Linked DNA regions of Mus musculus: all the other regions are linked to region 1. A link is a contact called in public HiCAR-type and promoter capture Hi-C data. All regions are on one chromosome and are shown on one strand. Each heading gives the region's core, a stretch centred on a gene start, on an enhancer-like site or on the middle of the called end of the contact. The rest is flanking DNA. Distances are from core to core; before and after follow the strand shown. Region 1 holds the start of A830018L16Rik (RIKEN cDNA A830018L16 gene). Region 2 holds the start of Ncoa2 (nuclear receptor coactivator 2). Region 3 holds the start of Slco5a1 (solute carrier organic anion transporter family, member 5A1). Region 4 overlaps Sulf1 (sulfatase 1). Region 5 overlaps Sulf1 (sulfatase 1). Region 6 overlaps Sulf1 (sulfatase 1). Region 7 holds the start of Sulf1 (sulfatase 1).

Region 1 (2,902 bases), core at 240-2,739:
CATATCTCTGCTGCTCTAGTCTCCAAGAAGCTGCTCTGTTTTCAGATCACTAATGCATCCTTTTCCTCTTTCTCCCTAGCTCTTCAGCCTAAGCAATAGGAAGCTGCTTTTCAGGTATGTGCTGCGAGGAAGTCATAGGATAGACTTTCTATAGGAAGAATGCAGACTGCGGAACCTCAGGCATCCCAGGTGAGCCTGGCTACTTGAGTACCTGGCACTCCACACTTCCTCAGCTTGGGGTCAGCACCCTGACAACCTGCTGAACCGTAGCACTTAGGTGGTGCCTGCTTTCTGCCCCTAGGTCAGATTTTCCCTCTTGCTTAGCTTTTTTCTTCACTGTGTTCTTGTCATTAATTATTTGAAGGCGAAGGAAAACATCTCAAGACTGTGTCCTCAGAAAACAGGCATGTTTTCCTAAAACCCTTCTCTGCTCCTTTCCATCTCTGAGAACAGTGCAAAGGGTTCTAGTTTCAGCCACTGGACCAGCTTTAACATTTTTCCCCCAGCCGGGCAACCCCTCCACCTTTTTAGGTTCTACGACTGCCCATATTTAAAAGAAGAAAATTCAATATGCAAGATAGTGTGAATTCCCGGTGTGTGTGTGTGTGTGTGTGTGTGTGTGTGTGTGTGTGTGTGTGTAGATGTACACCTGGATTACCTGTCTCAACCTTAGTCCTGCCATATGGCTACTAGATGCATGACAGTCAGATGGCTCCAATTGTCCTGTTAGGCTGAAGTTAGGCCCTCCAGAGCTCACCTGTCAGTGTCTAGGTAACTGGCCAAGTGCCAGCAGGGCCGCGTTCCAGAACACCTAGTGGGACAGTCCTCCCTCTCCCGCGCATTTGCTCAGCCCCCTACCTTTGCTTAAGAAAATTCTGATTTTTTTTTTTTTTTTTCCTGCACCACCACCACCGCCTTCAAAGAGAGCGGGACCATTCCCCACCAGGGCTCCTTACCTCAAACAGAGGACCGATCTTGTTTTTCTCCAGGTAAGCCTGGATTCGGGTTTGTTGACGAGATGCCATGAGAAAACAGATGGGTCAGCAGAGAGAAGACAATGCGCCTCGGCTGGGGACAGCTCTACTCTACCCCAGGGCAGGAGCTCCGAGCCTGAGCTTTCTGGCACAGCGATGGCTAGCAACTCCGTTAGCAGCGAGCCCGAAGGGAGCAGGGCTCAGGGAACCCGGGCGAGGCTCTACCAACTCAGACAACTCCGAGGCAAGGAGAGAACTACATCGCATCCTGCAGCTCGCGCCCACCCGCTCTCCGCTTTCCGCAGCACCGCCGCCGAGGCGAAATCGCGGGCAGAGGCTGGTCTGTCCTCTGGGCGGCAGCAGCAGCAGGAGCCGGTGGCCGAAGGCGAGTGTCTGTGCAGTGCCTTCGCGAGCCGAGCGGGGGACAGCGCCGGCCGCAGGGGCGACAGCGCGCGGAACCGCCCAGAGCGCGCCACGGTGTGCGCCCAGCTCCTGGCTGCCAGGAACCAGCACCCAAGCTGCTCCCCGAGGCGGTGCTCGCTCCCTAGCGACAGAGCCGCTCAAAAAGCCAATGGTAAAGGTGCTTCTTTCAAAGTGCACATAAATCTGGTGCTTGTTGGCTACTCCTTGGCAGCTACACCCGCAGTTCCAAACCACTCAGCTTGATCTTCTCCTGGCCCAGCGCTCTGCCTTCACTAGGCTGGGATGAGAAAAAGCCGGAGATGAGAACTATGGCTGGGTTTTGCCGCGAAAACAAAGTTGCTTATGTTAAAAAGAAAAAAGAAAGGAACAGATATATCTATCTTGGCCTTGAGCAAGTCAGCCACAACCGGCGTTGCTGCCTGAGAACTGATTGAAAATTCCCGAAGTACAGACACCCAAAGGCTGGAAGCAACCCTTAGGCATTTGGCAGGGAGATGAAACAAAAGCAAGCCAGCTCTCTCTGCTTCCAAGTTTGCCTACACCTTCAGCTCTGTCTGCTACACCTCTGGCTACAGCTCAGGGGCTCTGAGCTCCCACCCAACAGTTATTCCTCCAGATACTTCAGAAGCACATCAACTTTACCTCATACCTTCTTACTATGAGACGACTTTTCAAGGTTAAGATCTGCAGTTATCACAAGGTTCCGTGTAGAGTTCTTTGCATTTAAAAAACCAAAAAACGATATAAAGCACTAAAACCCCAAAGATGAGTTGTCTGGTTCTAAACCATTTTGTATTGCCAAATCAGAACGTTTATACTAAAACTGTTGGCTGTCTCTACAATAATAGGCACGGATTTCTTTAAAACCAACTGCGACAGTGTAGATTTCTTCTTTTTCTGCACTGTGTTCAGGTTTCTGTGACCTGTATCTGTCCAAGCTTTTTCTCTCCGTTTTAAATTATCTAAGCATTGTGCAATAGTTAAGATGAGAATGGATTGTTCCAGGAAGTATTATAATAATTGCCTTTAATAATTCACATACACGAAATCTACTAGAGGAATTGGGCTATTAGCCACTATTGATAACTCGAAGCAGACATGATTTGGGGTGGAAAGATGTCAGAGCTGTTACTTTTACAATCAGCCTCATGACCCACCAGGTACAGGCAGGAGTAATGAACAGTGAGGAGTCCTGGTCTGTCACGTATTTCCTGTAACAGTTCAAAACTACAGTTACTTATGTACTTTTTCATAAGATTGGGAGATACTGACTATACATTAAATATGTTGTAGACTTGGCGTGAAGCCCTGTGAGTCACCTAAAGGCCCAAGTATTTTAAATTCCACATTGTACTAAAAGATCAGGACAGGCCTTCATCAAAATACATCTTCTTCCTCTAAGAGATATGAGGAAGATCTTTCTTCAAATCTATTAATTAAGATAATTAATAAGTCTTCCATAAACCCAGGAGTTCTGCATCAATTTTATTGGCCAGAAAAGATAA
Region 2 (2,902 bases), core at 262-2,761, 2.0 Mb before region 1:
GGGGAACATAATTTATTCTAGCTAATTAAAAAAAAAATCCTTAAAATTTACTAACAGGTGGTCAAAACCAATCATTCCAAACAGCAGACACTTCCCTGAAAAACGTGAAGTAGCCTATTGCAGACCTCCTTCCGATTCCACTCACCAATGTTAACATTTGTTACAGCTTTCTAAATATTTTCTAGCTATAGCCAAGTAGGCATATACTTTTCTTTTTCTTTGTCATAATAAACTGGAGCTAAAAAAAAAATACGATCAAAAAGCATGTTTTGCAATTAATGGACCTGGGCTCAAATCTTGCCCACCTTGCTTACTGTGTAACTCTACAAAAATTACTTCTTTAGGTTTCAATGTTTTATGAGGTATAAAAATAGCAATTACTTCGTAAGGTTTGAGGATTAAAATTTGGAGTGTGTGTGAATCACTTAATGCAGTGCCAAGTCGTTACAGTTCAATAAACACTTATTGTCTATGGCAAGTGACCTTTCATAAGAGTTAAAATAAGGAAACGTGTTCCTGTCATATTTTGATAACTTCCGTTAAGCAAACAAATGTTGCTCATTTCTTTCAACTAATTATATCTAAATGGAAAAGAAGTTGCTTTTCCAGTTAAAAACCAAACAACATTTAAACGTGAAAACTCCTCCACGTCTCCTTAATCCCAATACTCCATTGAGGATTTGATAATGGATTCCCCAATTAAAAAACAAAACAAAACTTTTGTTGTCTCACTGCGTGCGGAGAACACTCCCCTCGGTCTTTCTAAATACTGAGCAGCCTTTGCTTTGTCAGGCAATCCCGGGGTGGTACCCCGGTAAGTTCGCCTCCCGCGGTCACGCCCCTCTATCCCCTCCAGAGACCTCAGGGACAGCAATTGGGGAGGCGTATCCACGAAAAAACCGAGGGGACATGGTGGCCAAGGAGTGCGCCCCGGAACAGCGTCTGGGTGCAGAGGTGCGCCCGAGGGGTGCAGGCTGCCGGCTACCGGGCCCTGCCTGAGCGCGCGCGGGAGGCACCTCTGGGACTAGGTTTTCCGCGACCTTCTCGCCGCAGCGTCCCTGCCGTCGGAGGCGCGGCAGTCCCTTGGCCTCCACCCCCAGGCCCGGGCCAGTCCCCCTTTTTAGCTTTCTTTTGGGCATTGCCCTTTGCCCTCGCATGGAGTCCTCTGTTGACTCTCCCTTCACTTCCAGTCACCCATAGGTCACGGTCCCTAGACCACAGCCACCCATCTTGTCCAACTCCCCGAGCTCTGAAGTCTCGCCAGCCAGGGAGATGCTGAGGACCCCGCGGGTGGGGTAGCCCCGGTGTTCCCGGGCCCACGCTCGGGGGCGCGGGACGCAAGTTTCCGCCCGGTCCCCTGAGCGGTGACAGCGTTCGCTCGGAGGCGGCGGGGAGGCGGAGGGCGGGCCAGCCCCGTGCCCGAGCCCCCTCCCCTGCTCGCGAGCTCGCGCGGTCTGTGTCTCTCTCCGCAAGTGCAGAGCCGCGGAGGAGGAGGGGGAGGAGGAGGAGGGAGCTGGGGGAGGATCTCCATTGAAATAAACAACCAGGCAGCAGTTATTAACACGGGAACATGGCGGCCGCAGCCTGGGCTCCCGCGGCGGCGGCGGAGGTCAGCGCCGACGGCAGCCCGCACCTGACGGCGTGACGGCCACATTGGTAAGCGCGCCTCCCCTGGGGGCTCACGGGCGGCGGGCGGGGGGCGCCGCATTCCCACCCGGGCCGCTGCCCTTGGTGCGCGCAGCCCGGCGGAGCCGCGCGCCGGCCGGCCGGGCAGGCTGTTGTTGTGTGCGGGCACCGCTGCCCAGGCGTGCGGAGCCCGCGACGCCCATCCTCGAGGCGCGGCCGAGCCGGGGACTCGGCTCCCGGGGGGAGGGGGGAGGGCGGGAAGACGCCGAGTCCCCGGGAGAGAAAGGAGGCGCTCGGGCGCCGGGCGAGAGAGCTCGGGAGACGAGCCCTGGAGCGCGAGGCGGGTGGAGGCTGCAGCCCGCGGCGCCGGCCGAGAGGTGAGCACCAGGCTGGGAAGCGGCGGTTGTGCCGCGGGCCCCTGCTCCGGCCCCCTCGAGGCTGCGCGGCGCAGCCCGGGCAGGCGGGGGAAGCCCGGGCCGGCGGGCGCAGTCGCGGCCGGTGCTTTCTTCCCGGGAGGCGTGCGGCCACTGCTGCACGGGTGGGAGCCGGCCGAGGGGAGGCAGGACCTGGGAAGTGCCGGGGGTGTGTGAAGGTGACGCGGCCGGCAGGGGCGGCGGCGGGGGCTCGGGCGTCTGGGGGGCCTCGGGCTTGGGTGGCTTCGGGGCGGTAGCGCTCGGGCCGCGCAGGCCGGGCCGCGGTGGGGGCGGGGAGCCGGGGTCGGGCGGCGGCGGCGGTGGCGGCGCCGCGCCGGGCTCGCCCCTGACTTAACTTTCTGGGTGCGGGCATGTGTGCCGGAGGCGCGCTGGGGCCGCGGCCGGGGGCGGGAGGCGGGCTGCGGGCCAGGAGGTTCCGGGTTGGCTCGCCAGCGCCCCCTCTTCCGTACCCCTTCTGCGGCCCCTGCAGGGACAGGCCCTCGGGGGCCCCCCGCGGGAAGCGGGAGGGGTCCTGGCGGCCCTCGCGCCCCGGTCACGCCCTGGGCCGGGGACCCTCCTCTCCGGGCCCCTGGAGGCTCCCGGGGAGGCGTCCAGGGTCGGCGCCGCGGGCTGGAGTGCCCGCACCCCGCCCCTGGGGGAGTCCTGGAGGCGCCGCGGCCGCGCTCGGGGGTGGCTCGGTCCCTGCTTCCATGGTCCCTCCCTTTCCCCTCCCCCAAGTGGCTTCCGGGGCCTGCGGACTGAGGGGCGGGAATCGGGGACCCGAGCCCCTTACTCTCCGGGAGTGACGTTGGGCCTCAAGCCTAGAGGGCCTGTCACTGGCAGGGGAAACTTTCCCAAACCCG
Region 3 (2,902 bases), core at 198-2,697, 1.6 Mb before region 1:
TCCTACAGCGGCTGATCCTCTCCCAGCCCGGCAGATTGGTCGTCACCCTCGCTAGTGAGTTGCGAAAGCTTGTGCGCCTAGCAGAGCGGCGAGCTGTGCCTGGCGGTTCTGTCCTCCCACCGGCTGTGTGTGTGTGTGTGTGTGTGTGTGTGTGTGTGTGTGTGTGCGTGCGCGCGCGCGGAGGGGATGTCCCTAGGATTCCGCGTTGGTTCCGAGAGCTCGGGGCGGGGATCCGCGTGTCCATCCCATGCGAGTCTGCGTCGCGATGCGGCTGCTCCCTCAGCCAGGGGCTCCGACGCCGGGATTCCCCAGCTCGGCGTGCAGCCACGGGTGGAGTTCCCCGGGAAGGCGCAGGGGTGAGCGGGCGGAGCCCAAGTGCCGGCTTGCAAGCCACTGGCAGTCCGGTCCTGAACAATACTGGGAGATGTTGTAGCCGCCTCTCTCATCTTTTTTCTTTTCGCAGCAGCATCACAAAAGCTCAGAACGAAACCCAACGCAGCAGAACCCCAATGCCTCCCATCTGGTGCACTTCGCCGCCGGGGCAGGAGGAGTATAGGGTTCCCCAAGATTAGGGATGGGGTTTACAGCGGAGGCGCACCTGTATTAGCGCTCGCTGAATTCAAACCAAGCGCTGGCTCGCACAAAGTGAACTCGTGTGTGTGTGTGTGTGTGTGTGTGTGTGTGTGTGTGTGTGTGTGTTATACTTCAGGCCTTCGCACACCTCACGCTCTCAGGGTGTGCTTGGCAAATAGCACACCTCCGGGCCGGCGTGCCTGTGTTGAGCCGTTTCGGTGGGCTCCCCGCGCACGCTGTGCCAGCTTGCCAGCGTCTCTTTGTTTGGTGTGGCTTCACTCAACCATTTGCAAAGCAAATTGATTTTCGGTTTCGCTCAACCTTGCGCTCTGGGACTTAACGTGGGCCACAGCCTCGAATGCCCTCGTTACTTGTAATTGAATATAGTTCTTTCCGGCAAGGGGCTATTTTTAGTGTAGAGAATAACCACGCAAGCATGTTGATCCCCTCCCCCCACGCGCTGTCTTTGACTTTAAGTAGGTGTTTGATGGAGCGGACGCATTCACATCTCGTCGCGCACACGTGCCAGTGTACAAGTGTGCACACATATTTCTACACGTAGTTTTCTTTCTACCGCTTAAAAATGTATTTTAAAATTTGAGACCAGGAATGTATTGTGTGCTTGTAAAAGGAAAAAAAAAACTTTCCTTTGTTCTTCTGGGAATCTTCTATTTTGAGTCATGGAGTAGGAGTACCAGAAGGTTGCTATTAGTTCACTCGAATAAAAGACACTGCCTTCTGAGTCAGAGCTGCCAGGCTGATAATTATTAACATATAAAAGCAAACGCACTGTTTAAGGCAAAAGGGGCGGGGCGGGGGCAGGCCCGCCGCAGACAATGAGCGAGAGTCTTGGCGGACCGCCTGCTGCTCATTGTTCCGGGACTTGAGGCTGCAGTCTCTGCAGGTCCCTCCTGCACGGTTCAGCTCCTGGCTAGCACCTCGGTCCCTCTGGGGTCCACGAGGTTACTTAGCACTAGTCACCGGACCCCGGGTTGCCAGCCCCAAGTGCATCCGTCCCTCTGACCATCAATTCTCTGCTTTACAGGTCGGCAGCTTCACGACCCTGTGTGTCACAAGCCTTGCGGTGGGCACCGAACACCCCTGGAGCCACAAAGTGGGATGTTGTTCGGACAGTTGCGCTAAGAGACCCCACACTGGGCCCAGGTCGCTCTAGCTTCTGGCCACCGTCTGAGAGGCGGCGGCGGAGGGGATGAGCACCGGACGCGCAAAGCGCCTACCGCGAGCTATCCCTGAGAGTGGACACCAAGCAGGACTCCTCGAAGGACCGCGTGGACCTTTACCTCCCCCGGTACAAGGTGGCTTCTTGTTGTGCCTCGGGTCAGGATGCTCTGGGCACCTCCCTGCTGCTGAGATGTTTTGCTTCCAGGCTCTGCCATCCCCAGCCCGGGTCTCAGGAGGAGACGACTGAGTGGGCCGGGCATCAGCCCCTCGTTCAGGTGGATGAAAAGTGCCGGAGGCCTTATATGGAATCAGCGATCACATTTTAAGAGCCATGGACGAAGGGGATGCGCAGTCTCGGGCCCAACAGCAGCTAGAGGCACCGTCTTCGGTTGGAGCTGTCCAAGAGAAGTGCGAGTCAGAGTCCTTCAGGTCTAAGAGTTTACCGGTCCTGCACAGCGCCTCCTGCCGGCAGAATTTCAGTGCTGGGAATGCAGATGGCAAACTGGCCTTGGGTTGCAATGAAGCTCCAGGTCGCCAGGAGACGCATCTAGGACGGAACTTGATAGTCCCCAGCCCTTCTGCTCCATCCACTTCGGCAGGCACTACAACGGAACTCATGGACTGTAACCACAGGATGGACCCCAGCAAAACTGTGTCAGTATCTTCCACTTTGGCCACACTCCAGGAGAGAAGGTGTCTCTACGTGGTCCTTACGGATTCTCGCTGCTTCTTAGTGTGCATGTGTTTTCTGACTTTCATCCAGGCGTTAATGGTCTCTGGGTACCTGAGCAGTGTCATCACCACCATCGAAAGGCGCTATAGCTTGAAGAGTTCTGAGTCAGGGCTGCTGGTCAGCTGCTTTGATATAGGAAACCTGGTGGTGGTGGTGTTCGTCAGCTACTTTGGTGGCCGTGGGCGAAGGCCCCTATGGCTGGCAGTGGGTGGACTTCTTATTGCCATCGGGGCTGCGCTCTTCGCTTTACCTCACTTTATCTCACCCCCCTATCAAATCCAAGAGTTGAACGCTTCGGCCTCCAACGATGGCCTTTGTCAGAATGGCAACTCCACAGCCATCTTGGAGCCTCCTCCCTGTCCCAAGGACTCGGGAGGAAATAGTCACTGGATCTACGTGGCTTTATTCGTTTGT
Region 4 (2,902 bases), core at 123-2,622, 1.4 Mb before region 1:
CTTGTCTTCAGCTTCCTAAGTCACGAAGAAGAGTCACAGAGACGAGGGAATCGCAACTGTCAGCCTTCCTACAGGGGAGCTTGGTCCCTATAGGACCCCTTACTTTCCAGGTGCAGTAGTGGCTGCCATGACAGACGACGACTTGCACCACTATCACCTCAGGAAAAGAGGAAACCTGCTCCTGTTGTAGGATGCAGTTTGAAAACTTTCTGGCAGGGGACAGTGTTCCTGCTGCTAAGTGGGATGCTTGTATCAGGGGGCCTTGTAACCTTATTAATTCTAGCTGTGATTTTTCTTATGAGGTTTAAGTGTGAAATTTCCTTCCAGGAGGAAAGACAATCCCGTAACTCTGTGTACTGGCTATAAACCACTTTAAGAACCAGTGAAGACCAGTCCACCTAGATAAGGAATTCATGGCCCTCTAGTCTATTCTGTTCAGCACAAAAATGTCGCTTTAAGGAACTCTGAGTCTCTTAAGTGTTTTGTGTCCAATTAAACAGAACTTATTTGTTTCCAGACATAGAATGTGCACAGATTTGAGCCACTTCTCTAATATGCCACGAGGTGGCAGTAGACTATCATTCTTCAGTAGATGTTCCTCCTGTTTTCTGTAGTCTGTATCAATCAGTTACCTGAGAGTTTTTACTAAAAAAAAAAAAAAGAAACAAAAAACCTGTAGGCAGTAAGGATATGCTGTACTGAGTTCAACTAATTTGATACTGCCACTCAACAAGATACAAGCGTCTGACAACATTTAAAGATACAGTCTAAAACATGAAAAATATGCGTTTAAAAACTGCTCATGTCTTTCCTCTAAGGTTAAACACACATGAACTGATTGATACCTAAAATTTAACTTTTAAATCAAGTTAAGGCAGGCATATTAGAGCATTACCATGAAGGTAAAGTCAGATGGCTCTAACCCTCCCCCACTGGTCCCGAGGGACACCCGCTGCGTGTGTGGATGCCCTGGTCCCTAGGAAGTTACTAAGTGGATTTTTATTCTATACTAAGTGAAAATGCTCGCAAAGTAAAATTTCTAGCTGATCTTTGCTATCTTACTTTAAACTGAGCAATGATTTTTGCTTTTATCCTGAAATCTAGGCACCGAGAACATCTCATTTGTGTGTGAATCACGGGGGAGGTTGTCTTGAAAAGGGATCCTCCTGCCGCTGTATGTGTGTGGGGTGTGGGGGGGGGCTGGGGGGGGTCACAAGGTTGAGCTTACTTGGTGTTCCCTTGTTCCTCAGGAACTGCCTTTGATTCTTTCTCTGGCTTCTGCTCGAGCGATAGCCAGAGTCCCTACAATGGCACTCTTTGTCTTTGTCATGCAATCCGCGAGAGTAGAGGTTGCGTGCATTCTGACGGACCGTGAGCAGGTCGCTGGGTCCCTTACACTTGTGGATTCGGAGCTTGCCGGATGTGTCCTCGATGCACTGCCAGTTCTGCAAGAGCCAGCGGGAAGCAGTTGGCGATGCTGAGCCAGTTGTTATTTACAAAGCACCCTAGCAGTAGCTAGGTGTCCGTCAGTCCGGTCCCCCATCATCACCTCCCCCCTCCCCCACCCCTGCCCCGTCCCTCACTGCTAATTCCATTAAGGAGCATAAATGAAAGGGGACTGGCTTTTAAGTGACCCTGCAGTAACTGCTCAGTTCTATTTCGTTTGTGGCAGGCACATACAGATGACAAATCATTGGGAATCAGAACTGCCTCGATGACACTGGCGCTGATAAATGAATCCTCCGCCCCCAGACTAAACAGTCTTGAATGAACCGTGTTAAAACCCTTAGTGTCCCAACACGGAGCCAGCTGTCAGCGCTGCTTCCACCAGGACCCCAAACTGCCCCATTTGTTCTGGAAAAACAAACTTGCCTGCTTTGTTCTCTGCCTCTTGGTTTCTAAAGTGAGCCTGGGCAGAGTGGCAGAGGAGCAAGACGGAGAGGAATTTAATTTGAGGCCATTACCGGCAAAGCCAACTCTGGGTATCCCAGACATTGGCAAACTCATCGTGTTTTCTTTTGATTTTCCTTCTTCTCCTACAAACTCTTCACGCCCGCAGCATGTGGTGGGTCCCAGGGAGACTGATTCGACCTTCCCAGAAAATGCGCTCTGCGGGGGTGGTAGTGGGGGTCGCATTGGGGTTCCTAGTTCCTGTTTTGTCCACAGCTGTGGGAATGCAGCAAGTTCACAGTTCTGGTTCCAACAATGTCTTTTCACCCCGGGAGGCCTCTCAGAAGCCCCTCTCCATTCGAAAGGCCCAATAACTTCTTTACATTTCAGTTTTTCTCTTACAAGCCCTAAAGGACTCACTGGTCAGTAGGAAGAATCCTGGCCTTCATTTGAAGCTATGTTAGCAAGACAACAGAGTGAGCCTGGATAAGGACTAGCACTGTTAAATGTATCCTTTTCTCCCTCCCATATACAAGTGTCGCCTGTGTGCTATTATTGTGTGTATTTCAATGCATAGGTTTCTAAGCTGACACCAGCACAATATACGTATGCTCTAAATATCCATGCGGGCTGAGCCACACATAATTTCAGATAAGTCCTGTCTTGGTGGTAAGGACTTTAATCCTAGCACTTGGGAAGTAGAGGTAGGCGGATCTCTGAGTTCAAGGCCAGACCAGTCTACAGAGTAAGTTTCAGAACAGCCAGGCCTACACAGAGAAAACCTGTCTCAAAAACCTAAAGAAGTCATGTGTGAATAGGATACCCACTCTAGTAGTGTCTATGAGTAGCTCATATCTCCCACTGGTAAGCCAATACCACCAGGAGGCGTCTCTGATGTAAAAAAGCTTGGCCAAGCAATGTGATGGTTCTGTCAGCAGATAAATCAAATGCATAGTAAATCATGGGCAAGCCTTCGCCGTGAGCAAGGGCTCTGCGGTTAACATCCATTTTC
Region 5 (2,902 bases), core at 186-2,685, 1.4 Mb before region 1:
CTCCCTCTACAACACTGCATGGCTGTGCCTGGGGATGTTCACATGCACACCGAGCCAGAGATGGCACCTGATTTTCACATTTTCTTCTGCCAGAGGGTCCATTCAGATAGTCAGTAATGTTAGATGGGAGCAGACATCATTTTGCTACCTGGTTTGCTCACAGTCATCAGTTAAGCCCTGGAAGCGCCATTGCCAAAGGTACAAATGGTGCCTGGTAGAAGACATGAATTCCCACTAAAGGGATAACTGAAGAGCACAAAGCAACCCTGAGTCTGCACATGTGTGAGTGGGGTGCAGGGGGTTCCTCTAGGACTTGCACAACTCAACAAGCAAATTCTCTTCATGTGAATGTCTGGGTCAAAACAGTCCTGGGACATTAAACGACCGAGTCTCTGAGAATCATCTGCCATTCTTTTCAAACGAACCATCCCTTCCCATTTTTCCTCTTCCTTTTAATGACTACGTCAAAGAGAATCTTTGAATATCGGTGTTTGCTGCCTACCAGATAAATGATTCTGGAGCCAAGTGGTTCCAGTTTTTGGCCTGAAAGGATTCCCCCTTTCTAGAAAAGGCTGCAATGATAAGTGGGTACAGCAGAAGGGATGGAGTCCGCCTTTCCCGCTGGCTATGCAGCATGCGTGGTACAAACAGGATTAGATTAAGAAGCTGAGAAGGACAGAGAAGCTCGAAAATCCCCAAGCAAAGGTTTTGCACCCATGAACTGGGGCCCCGGGGTAGGGGAATTTGGGGGAGGAGTATGAGGTCAGAGCAAGACAGCACATTGGTCATGAAAGGTCTCCTAGTCTTTTACCAATTGTGGCCCCAAAGGGAATCCAGCTGTAAGAGATTACACAGGGTTTCTGCATAATACCCATCCTCCCCACACTGCCTTTGAAGTTAGGTCGGCTTAATTTAAAAATAAATCTAGTTGACTTTTTTTTAAAACCACAAAACCTCAACGCAAATAAAAATTACAATAGGCAACCGACATGCAGGCTCACGTGGGCAAATTACATCTTCCACCAGTTACCTTGATGTACTTGGCGCAGCCCCACCTCACTTTGAGGAGCCGGGAAACTTGCAGCAAATTACAAGCCTCAAATTGGACTCCTGGATTTACCAAATGACATATGTTAAATCTGGCTTATATTAAAAGGGAGAGTTCAGGGCCTGTTGTCAAAGCTGTCCACCCTCCCCCTGTAGTTTTCTGACTTTCTCAATATGGGAGATGACCTCTAGCTTAGAAGAGGACATTCCAGGTGGGATCCCAGCGGGGGGATCAGGGCTCTGGGGGCACACATTTGCTTTTTAAAGGAAGACAGACAGCCGCTGTTCCCCCCACCTCCCAAGAACAGCAGCTGTTCAGAGACCTGCAGGTGGAAGGTCCGGGGTGCTGGAACTGACAACATTGTTGAAAAGTGATCTTTTGCCAAAGACTGTGGTTGCCTCCTGCTGAGGTCTGCCAAATTCCTTGAAGATGCAGCCTTCTGTCCTCCAGTGATAATTAAGGCTTGCTTGCATAAGGACCTGACTTCAGTCTCCCCAAAGAGGGCCGGGAGCTGTCTCAGGGACAGCTTCACTGAAAGAACACTCCTTACAACTGGGAAACTGTCTTCAGTTGTTGGGTACCCCGCTCTCCTTTTGCAAAGTGCTCAGGCTAGCGGCTCTAGGCCACTGTTCCCTCTGTGTCCTCACACCGACCCAAGCTCCCAGGCACAGAGGTCCCCAACCCCAGAACAGGTGAGTTTTTTCCAACAATCCTTCCATCTTTCACCTTTAGCTAAATTGAAAGTATTGTCCTTTCTACTGAGGAATTGTTGAATATCAGTTTATGCTGCAGATACATAATCTGGCTCATTAGATGTATCACAGAAAAGTGGCCATCACTGATTGTCACTTTAAAATTGAGAGGACAAAGGATCAGATCATTGCTTTTTGAGTTTCTGTCCTTTCAATACAAAACAAGGCAACAAATGACCTAGAGGTATCGCTCTCTCAGGCTTGGTAACAATTCCAGCCTGTGAAGTGCAGGGTTCAGACAGATCTGCTTGTCCCCCACATCTGCAGCTCCCTATGACTGTCCCTGGGCTGGGAGGCAGGCTTTGTATTTGCCTCCCTGAGGCTTCTCTGTGTGCTGTTTTCCCCTGTCTGGCTTTTGTGGGTGTCTTGCTCAGGACTACACCGCATGCACACACCTGGTCGCCCAGTGAAGTTCAGTCTTCAACAGGATGCTAATTTTCTTCCCAGTTTGAGTCTTTTTTCCCTGAGTTACTTTTTGACTAAAATCAGGAAAAAGGATTCTGAAAAAAAAATCAACAATAACACCTTCCTCTTCCATGGTTACGTTTTTGTTGTTGTTGTTGTTGTTGTTGTTTTTGTTTTTTAAATAATAGAATGATTCTTAGTAGCCAAGAAATAGCTTCAAGAAATGCATGTGTTGTATATTAAATTCACATTGGTGAATATGAACTTTGTGGTTCCTTTTGAATATTGATGATCTTTGCTGTCATTCCAGTGAAAATATATTTCTTTTGTTGATGTATTGAACATCTGTTTTCTTCATTATTTTTCAGTTGCAAACACCAACAAAAAAGACGCTGATACTGATAGTGTTGTTCATTGAGTGGTGGGGTAGGTCTCGGTGCATAGTTAGCACAAGCCCATTCTACAATCTTCCTACACACTTGCAAAGCCTTGCCTTGGAGACTCTAGACCTGCTCTCCCATGTCAAGTCATCTTCCATTTCATTAAAATGGAGTTTCCATAATTGACTTTACGGAGATCTGCCCCACTTGACTTCAAACGTCTTTAGGCAGATAACATTTGAACGAATGCAGAGTAAGACCAAATGATCTTGATTATAGGAATACACTAAAAAGAGAATTGCTTAATGATGCTGGAA
Region 6 (2,902 bases), core at 228-2,727, 1.4 Mb before region 1:
ATGTTTCTTATGATATATTTGTTGAAAGAAACACTTATTTTCCAAAGAGTAAGATGGAACATCTCTATTTCAAGAGCATTTCTTCACATACTTATCTCACAGTCAAACTCCACAGGAGGAAGAAACATCTCACCTCACTGTAAGAAATTAAGCCACAGCTAAGTGGACACCTTTGACCTACTTTCTGTGGCATCAAGGCCCTCACAGGTGTAGCTGCTCTCAGGAGTGACAAACTGGAAATAAAAGCTTACTTAAGTCACACTGTTGGCCATAAAGACAGAGTTCTCAAGGACTGGCCAACATTTCACAAGAGGCAGAAGGAATCTAGTCTGCCTTCACCCCCCATCCTCCTCCCCCCTCCCTTCAGAAGACTCTAGCTCCTAGCCCAGGGCAGATCATGGAAGTTAATTTAATTTCTCCCACTTATTATTTATAAAATATAAACAAACACTTATAATTTATAGGATAGCTATAAAAAAAAAGTCCAGTGGCCATATTAAAGTCAAAGGTTTTGCTCCGAGATATTTTTCAAGTAAGCTTAAAATTCAGGTTAGTTATATACAGCTAGTTTCAGGAGTTATACCAGGAAATATTATTTTCAGATCTTTTATCCCATTAGTTCACTAGATCATTCCAGTCCTTTCCTGGCAAGATCCACATGCTTGCTATTTTGTGGCTGTGCACTTATCCCCAGATGACTAATAAGCATAGCTGTACACGTCAGGAAGAGTGCAAACATGGCCTGAGGTCACCGAACATGTTACAGTGTGACCAGTGAGAAGTGAGTGGAAGGCCACTAAGAAAATCAATTCATTCATCTTCTCCATAGAGCATAGACGGACTGCAAATTATCAGCCTATTCTTATCGACACCGGCCTGACTTACAGCATTTTCTTCCAATCTAATTCACCGATCTATCTCAGATCACGATCTCAACACACAAACAGAAACAGATTAGCTCCGAGGAGCTGCACCAGGGCAGGGGTTTATAGCCATCAATTCACTGACATTTACAGGTTTACAGGATGTTGCTTGTCTCTAGGACCTGTAGTAACTTGAAATTTACCCCAGGAATGTCTTGGTTTACTGCCTGAACAGAAGATGGAGAACATTTTAGGAAGTGGAAACATTTTACTCAACTTTAGTCTCTAAAGTTGATACTTGTCTTGTTTGTAAGACAAAAAGCCTTCCTGGGCTTCTGGCTCAGACTATGATCTTTGCTCATGGATGTTTGAACAAGTTGATGTCTACTTGCCCGGTAGTATTTACAGATACATGCTTACTGGAGGAATAGTCTTTAACATTCATCTGGACTCCTCAGCTTCCCACACCCAGTAGAGTTCCACGCCTAGAATTTAGTTTCTCACTAAGGACTCTACTTTGTTTTCCAACTTTCATTTCTCAGCACACACAAGAGCAGTTCTTGTCACACAGAGAAGGAGTTGATGTAATTAAATCAGCTGATGTGCCCTGAAAGTAAAACCAGACATTCGTGAAAGCTGATCACCAGGGGCCATTCTGAACAATGCCTATTTCAAAGCAGCCCTAAGCACGCTCTTCTCTTTACCAAATTGGTTCCACGAAATGGAGGGAGGTGTTATTAAAACCTGATGTGATGCTGATATCAGAGATTATAATGCCTTGGGGTTGTACTGATTTGAATGTCCAAGCTTTGAAAGCACGGGGCAACTGTCAATGATATTGATAAGCTTGGCAACACACAGAAGGTAAATGATTCTTAACTTGTTACACTTGATTCTTACATGGCAACTGTCAATGATATTGATAAGCTTGGCGACACATAGAAGGTAAATGATTCTTCCTTGCTAATTGAGGGGAACAAAATTAAACACAGCTCTGCAAGTTTAGATTGTGTCTCGACATAAAGTTTGTATGTAAAAGTGAGAGGAAAGCAAAACAGTGTTCACTAATGGACAAATGAGCAAAATTTGGAAACTTAATAGCTATGATTCAAGAGGAGCTTGAGCCATTAAGAAGGAAGTCTTTGTAAAGCCTGAATGACAAGCACACCAGACTGCTGGCCCGCTACCGTCAAACAAGAAGCAAACGTGCCAAATACATCTGACAAGTTCATAGTCCTCAGTAGCCAGAGTAGATTCTTAGCCCTTCGAGTCTGGCTACTGATTTTCCAGGGCCCCAGCATTACCAGTGTTTCCAGTTCCGATGGAGCTCAGGATGTTGGTGATGTTTCCTGTGAAGCTTCTGTGTCTTGATTGTATTTAGTCACAATTAAGTATCCAGGATCACATTTGATACGTTTCTGGATGGAAGGCCAAGCTACTGTAAATCAAAGATTTCCAAAATCATGGAAGAAAACTGCTGCATGTGCCTTTATATTTCTGTTGTTCCAAATCAGAAATCTTCCAGAATTTGCATACTTACATGGCTAACTCATTTTCTTGGAGCGTGTAGCCCAAAAGAGAAGCTGAAGATCTAGACTGGACTCAAACTCCAAGTACTAGCTTTAATTTTCCACTTCCTGGCAACTAAGCCATTGACTTCTCTCCAGCTCCTAGGCTGTGCAGAAGGAAGCTTTCTTTCCTGGAAGAACTAACTCTACCATGCTTGGCTCTTAGTGTCAGAGCACTGGACGCTACAGTGGAGCTATTCCAGAGACCAATTCCACCATAAGACAAGGACTTGGAGGTCGAGTGCATAACTCAGGAAGCTCACTTGAAAGTTTGAATACTTGCTTTAGTGCGACTGATTGTACAATGGGCCTAGAAAGTTCCAAAGCAATGCTAGTATTGTTCGTCTATAGTATAGCTATTAAGTAGACAGCACTGCAAGGGGAAGGTGACTCAAGCCAACCCATTCGTTTTCATGAGATTGGGTTTCTCAGACTGAAACTCTAGCTAAGGCAGTTGGCTGATCACAAGGT
Region 7 (2,902 bases), core at 193-2,692, 1.3 Mb before region 1:
TTCTTAATCCCTCAGAAAATAAGGCACTGATTTGAAAGGCTTTTTTTTTTTTTCGACATAAGATGTTGCATGTAATGTCCCTTGTTATATTCCATTCAATTAAATCCTGGTGGGTGATTTTGGCAGAGCAGTTAGCCACACATCAGATGACAACTCACTTACTGTTGCTCGGCACCCCATGACCATTAATTTCCAATGACTAACTTGTAATTAAAATCTTTGTGTTTATTTGTTTATAGCCGGGGCTGAACATCTATTTACATTTAATTAACACTGTTTAAAGCCTATAAATGCAGCGACTTTAATGATCCATCCTAGCTATGCTGCTTTAGTTTTTCCTGACTTGTAAAACTCACACACAGATCTGCAAGTGAATTACATCCATCTGCTCCCCCGCAGCTGCAACCGGGCTACGTTAGAGAGCCATTTCCCCCTACCCCCCCTCTTTGCTTGGCTTCCAGCTCTAAGTATTTTTGTTTCAGAGCCGACCCAAAGACTGCACCGACGGGAGCCAGCCCTTTTCTCCTGAGGAGTTCCCGGACTTAGTCTTCAGAAATGATTAAAAGCCACTCTTGCTCCATCCCAAATCGACGCAATCTACCTTCCACAAATTCGGTTAACAAAGCGTTTCCGACTCTGCCGGCTTAGAAGAATCTTTTCTTATTGAGAAGAACGCAACAGTTTAAAGTGAACTCTTTAATGGTGAGAGCTAAAATCAACGCTTTCTTGGCCTTGCCCATCCTTGATGAGCAGTCTACACCTACTCTTCTGCGCCTATAACGGGAACCTCAAGGCACCCGGGCTCCCGAAGACAGTATCTTCGTTACACCTTCAAAAGCAACGCAGGAGAAGCATTAGCGCTACAAAGACAGCCGAGCCAGAGCTATGTGCACTGTTATCTGTCAGTCGTACAATAGCAGCATTGATGGAACGGCGAGGACCGGCTTTGACAAGTGTGCTGGGCTAGCATTACATTCCATTCCAAACTACGGCGAGAGAGAGAGAGAGAGAGAGAGAGAGAGAGAGAGAGAGAGAGAGAGAGAGAGAGAGAAGGAGAGGAGAGGAGAGGAGAGGAGAGGAGAGGAGAGGAGAGGAGAGGAGAGGAGAGGAGAGGAGAGGAGAGGAGAGGAGAGGAGAGGAGGAGAGGGAGAGGAGAGAGAGAATTGATTTGGTGTCTTTTACTTTACCTGAAAATACTGCGTTTCTTGTGGCTGCTGCAAATGAATTCCTCCTCCTCTTTCCCAAAGCCAAGTACTTGGATTTGCCTGCAACTCTCACTTGGAGAAGACCACACAGCTCCAGCAGGGCAGCCTTCCTTCTCTTAATCCCCACTCGAATGTGATGACACACACTAACCCCAACCATCTGTTGAAACACGTCCTCAAGCACTCAGCACAGTGCTGTGTCAAGACAGGCTGCCCAATCCAATTGCTGGGGCTGAGAGTCTCTTACGGATTGGAGGCGGAGGGCTGGGCAGGGACGGGGAGGTCGGAGAACTCCCCAGCCAAGTAACCTGAGATTTTCGGAGAGAAAGAACTGCTACAAAAGGAGGAGTGGGAGGTGCGGCGGGGAAGGTAGAGCGAATGAATTATTCTGGTGGCCAGTTGTGCGTTACTTTTCACAAGTCTCTGTGCTCCTGGGTGGGTGGAGGGGGTTCTCGGTGGGATGCCCAGGAACACTAAAAATCTTTTACAGCTAATCTATTGAGGGCAATGTCCTCAGCAAGCCGCTCCCCCCATCACCCCACGGGAGATAAAAGATTCTTCTTGTCATGCTGATAAAGTGTTAAATGTGGGAGTAGTTTGCACTGAAATGTGACATCTACATTTTGAAATCTAAACTCCTGCCTCCCTTTGATTGGGGGCGGCCGCCTCAAACATTCCTGAAAGGGCTTGGGGGGTGGTGTCGCAGCTTTGAGCCGAAACTTCTTTTTCTCACTGGGCTCTTCACGTGTCTCTCAGGCTAAACCAGAGAGACGGTCAATGAAAACCATTTCACTCTACTTCTCCAAAGCAACTCATGCTTTCCTAGATAAAGGTGGCTTTTAATCACTTTCTACACCCACAGCCATCTCGGTATTACAGCTCCTGGTACTAGAAGGCTACACTCTGCCAGTAATTGTTTTTATTGGTTTCTAGTTAATTGTGCTTATTACATCCGCGTAACTCAAGCGTCTCATTAATAATTTTGCTTTGAAATATTTTCAGTTTGGGGTTGTTTAAATACATCCTTCTTGTGTACTTTTTTCAAAATGCAGTTTTCTGAATTGTATTTATAAAAGTATTTACATTAATAACCTGATTCAGAAAAGTGTTAGATTTTTTTTACATATAAGAAGATATTGAGAAATAAATTCATTACTTAAAAAAAATCTTATTCTTTCAAAAATTCCATGAGACATCCAAGGAATTTGGATAATCTTAAAGAGTAAAGAGGAATTTTAAATACCATCTACTGCCTAACTGTGCCTGTTGGAAGCTAACATTTAACTATTACACCTTTTGAGGTTTGTGGTGAGAAAACCAATCATTTATGGGGTGGGGGAGGGTGGGGGAGGGTGGGGGAGGGTGGGGGAGGGTGGGGGAGGGGGTTAAACTTCCCTAAAGCCTAAAAGATCCAGATTACCGATAGGTAGCTGTGTTTGGCATATCAATGTCATGAAAATAATTTTTTCAGTTACAAGCAGCATTGGCTGATTGGCTTTCTTGTTGTTGTTGTCTCGCAAGGTTCTGTGATGTTATATAAGGATGCTTACAGTTGCTTCTGGTGCAAGTTTCCAAAGCACAGAGGACAGGAGAGGGTTTCTGTGAAGTGATCTCTCTCCCACGGGGTCATCAGGAGGAGGCAAGGAGAGTAGGATGGGGAGGTGGGAGCTTTGACTTCGTTTGCTTATTATCTTCCC

The links. Promoter capture Hi-C pulls out the DNA fragments that hold promoters and counts their contacts. HiCAR-type assays count read pairs that join an accessible place to other places.
Region 2: a contact with region 1 is called in a HiCAR-type map of astrocytes, with 2.5 times the contacts expected there. The contact joins the promoter of Ncoa2 here to the promoter of A830018L16Rik in region 1. A contact is called at or near these places in 2 of 39 promoter capture datasets (cranial neural crest and hippocampal neurons) and 1 of 115 datasets of contacts at active chromatin or transcription factors (astrocytes).
Region 3: a contact with region 1 is called in a HiCAR-type map of astrocytes, with 4 times the contacts expected there. The contact joins the promoter of Slco5a1 here to the promoter of A830018L16Rik in region 1. A contact is called at or near these places in 4 of 39 promoter capture datasets (cranial neural crest, hippocampal neurons, liver and 1 more) and 2 of 115 datasets of contacts at active chromatin or transcription factors (astrocytes and embryonic stem cells).
Region 4: a contact with region 1 is called in a promoter capture Hi-C map of embryonic stem cells, with 4 times the contacts expected there. The contact joins the enhancer-like site here to the promoter of A830018L16Rik in region 1. A contact is called at or near these places in 11 of 39 promoter capture datasets (the 3T3-L1 cell line, cranial neural crest, embryonic stem cells and 6 more), 6 of 484 Hi-C or Micro-C datasets (cerebral cortex, cortical neurons, cranial neural crest and 1 more) and 1 of 115 datasets of contacts at active chromatin or transcription factors (stem cell-derived neural progenitor cells).
Region 5: a promoter capture Hi-C map of embryonic stem cells shows a contact between it and region 1, with 5 times the contacts expected there. The contact joins the enhancer-like site here to the promoter of A830018L16Rik in region 1. A contact is called at or near these places in 6 of 39 promoter capture datasets (the 3T3-L1 cell line, embryonic stem cells, frontonasal cranial neural crest and 2 more) and 1 of 115 datasets of contacts at active chromatin or transcription factors (embryonic stem cells).
Region 6: a promoter capture Hi-C map of hematopoietic stem and progenitor cells shows a contact between it and region 1, with 3 times the contacts expected there. The contact joins the enhancer-like site here to the promoter of A830018L16Rik in region 1. A contact is called at or near these places in 7 of 39 promoter capture datasets (the 3T3-L1 cell line, the C10 cell line, cranial neural crest and 3 more).
Region 7: a contact with region 1 is called in a HiCAR-type map of astrocytes, with 4 times the contacts expected there. The contact joins the promoter of Sulf1 here to the promoter of A830018L16Rik in region 1. A contact is called at or near these places in 6 of 39 promoter capture datasets (the 3T3-L1 cell line, cranial neural crest, embryonic stem cells and 3 more) and 1 of 115 datasets of contacts at active chromatin or transcription factors (astrocytes).

Annotation. Positions count from the first base shown.
Region 1 is chr1:11,412,692-11,415,593 of GRCm38.p6, reverse strand. A830018L16Rik (RIKEN cDNA A830018L16 gene) reads right to left here and starts at 1,489. Exons shown (of 14, transcript NM_001160369.2): 1 at 957-1,489. The coding sequence starts at 1,025.
Region 2 is chr1:13,372,692-13,375,593 of GRCm38.p6, reverse strand. Ncoa2 (nuclear receptor coactivator 2) reads left to right here and starts at 1,511. Exons shown (of 23, transcript NM_008678.3): 1 at 1,511-1,656.
Region 3 is chr1:12,989,680-12,992,581 of GRCm38.p6, reverse strand. Slco5a1 (solute carrier organic anion transporter family, member 5A1) reads left to right here and starts at 1,447. Exons shown (of 9, transcript NM_172841.2): 1 at 1,447-2,902. The coding sequence starts at 2,087.
Region 4 is chr1:12,834,656-12,837,557 of GRCm38.p6, reverse strand. It overlaps Sulf1 (sulfatase 1), which reads right to left. Exons shown (of 22, transcript NM_001198565.1): 13 at 1,229-1,445. Among named protein-coding and RNA genes, the nearest start is that of Sulf1, 140 kb to the right of the region's middle. Within about 2 kb of position 1,372, at least 78 of the 459 cell types and tissues checked have an H3K27ac peak or open chromatin away from gene starts, as enhancers often do. A contact at or near this core is called in embryonic stem cells, stem cell-derived epiblast-like cells and stem cell-derived neural progenitor cells, where this site is marked.
Region 5 is chr1:12,813,049-12,815,950 of GRCm38.p6, reverse strand. All of the region lies in intron 7 of Sulf1 (sulfatase 1), which reads right to left. Among named protein-coding and RNA genes, the nearest start is that of Sulf1, 120 kb to the right of the region's middle. Within about 2 kb of position 1,435, at least 24 of the 459 cell types and tissues checked have an H3K27ac peak or open chromatin away from gene starts, as enhancers often do. A contact at or near this core is called in embryonic stem cells, where this site is marked.
Region 6 is chr1:12,774,951-12,777,852 of GRCm38.p6, reverse strand. All of the region lies in intron 2 of Sulf1 (sulfatase 1), which reads right to left. Among named protein-coding and RNA genes, the nearest start is that of Sulf1, 84 kb to the right of the region's middle. Within about 2 kb of position 1,477, at least 40 of the 459 cell types and tissues checked have an H3K27ac peak or open chromatin away from gene starts, as enhancers often do.
Region 7 is chr1:12,690,970-12,693,871 of GRCm38.p6, reverse strand. Sulf1 (sulfatase 1) reads right to left here and starts at 1,442. Exons shown (of 22, transcript NM_001198565.1): 1 at 1,188-1,442.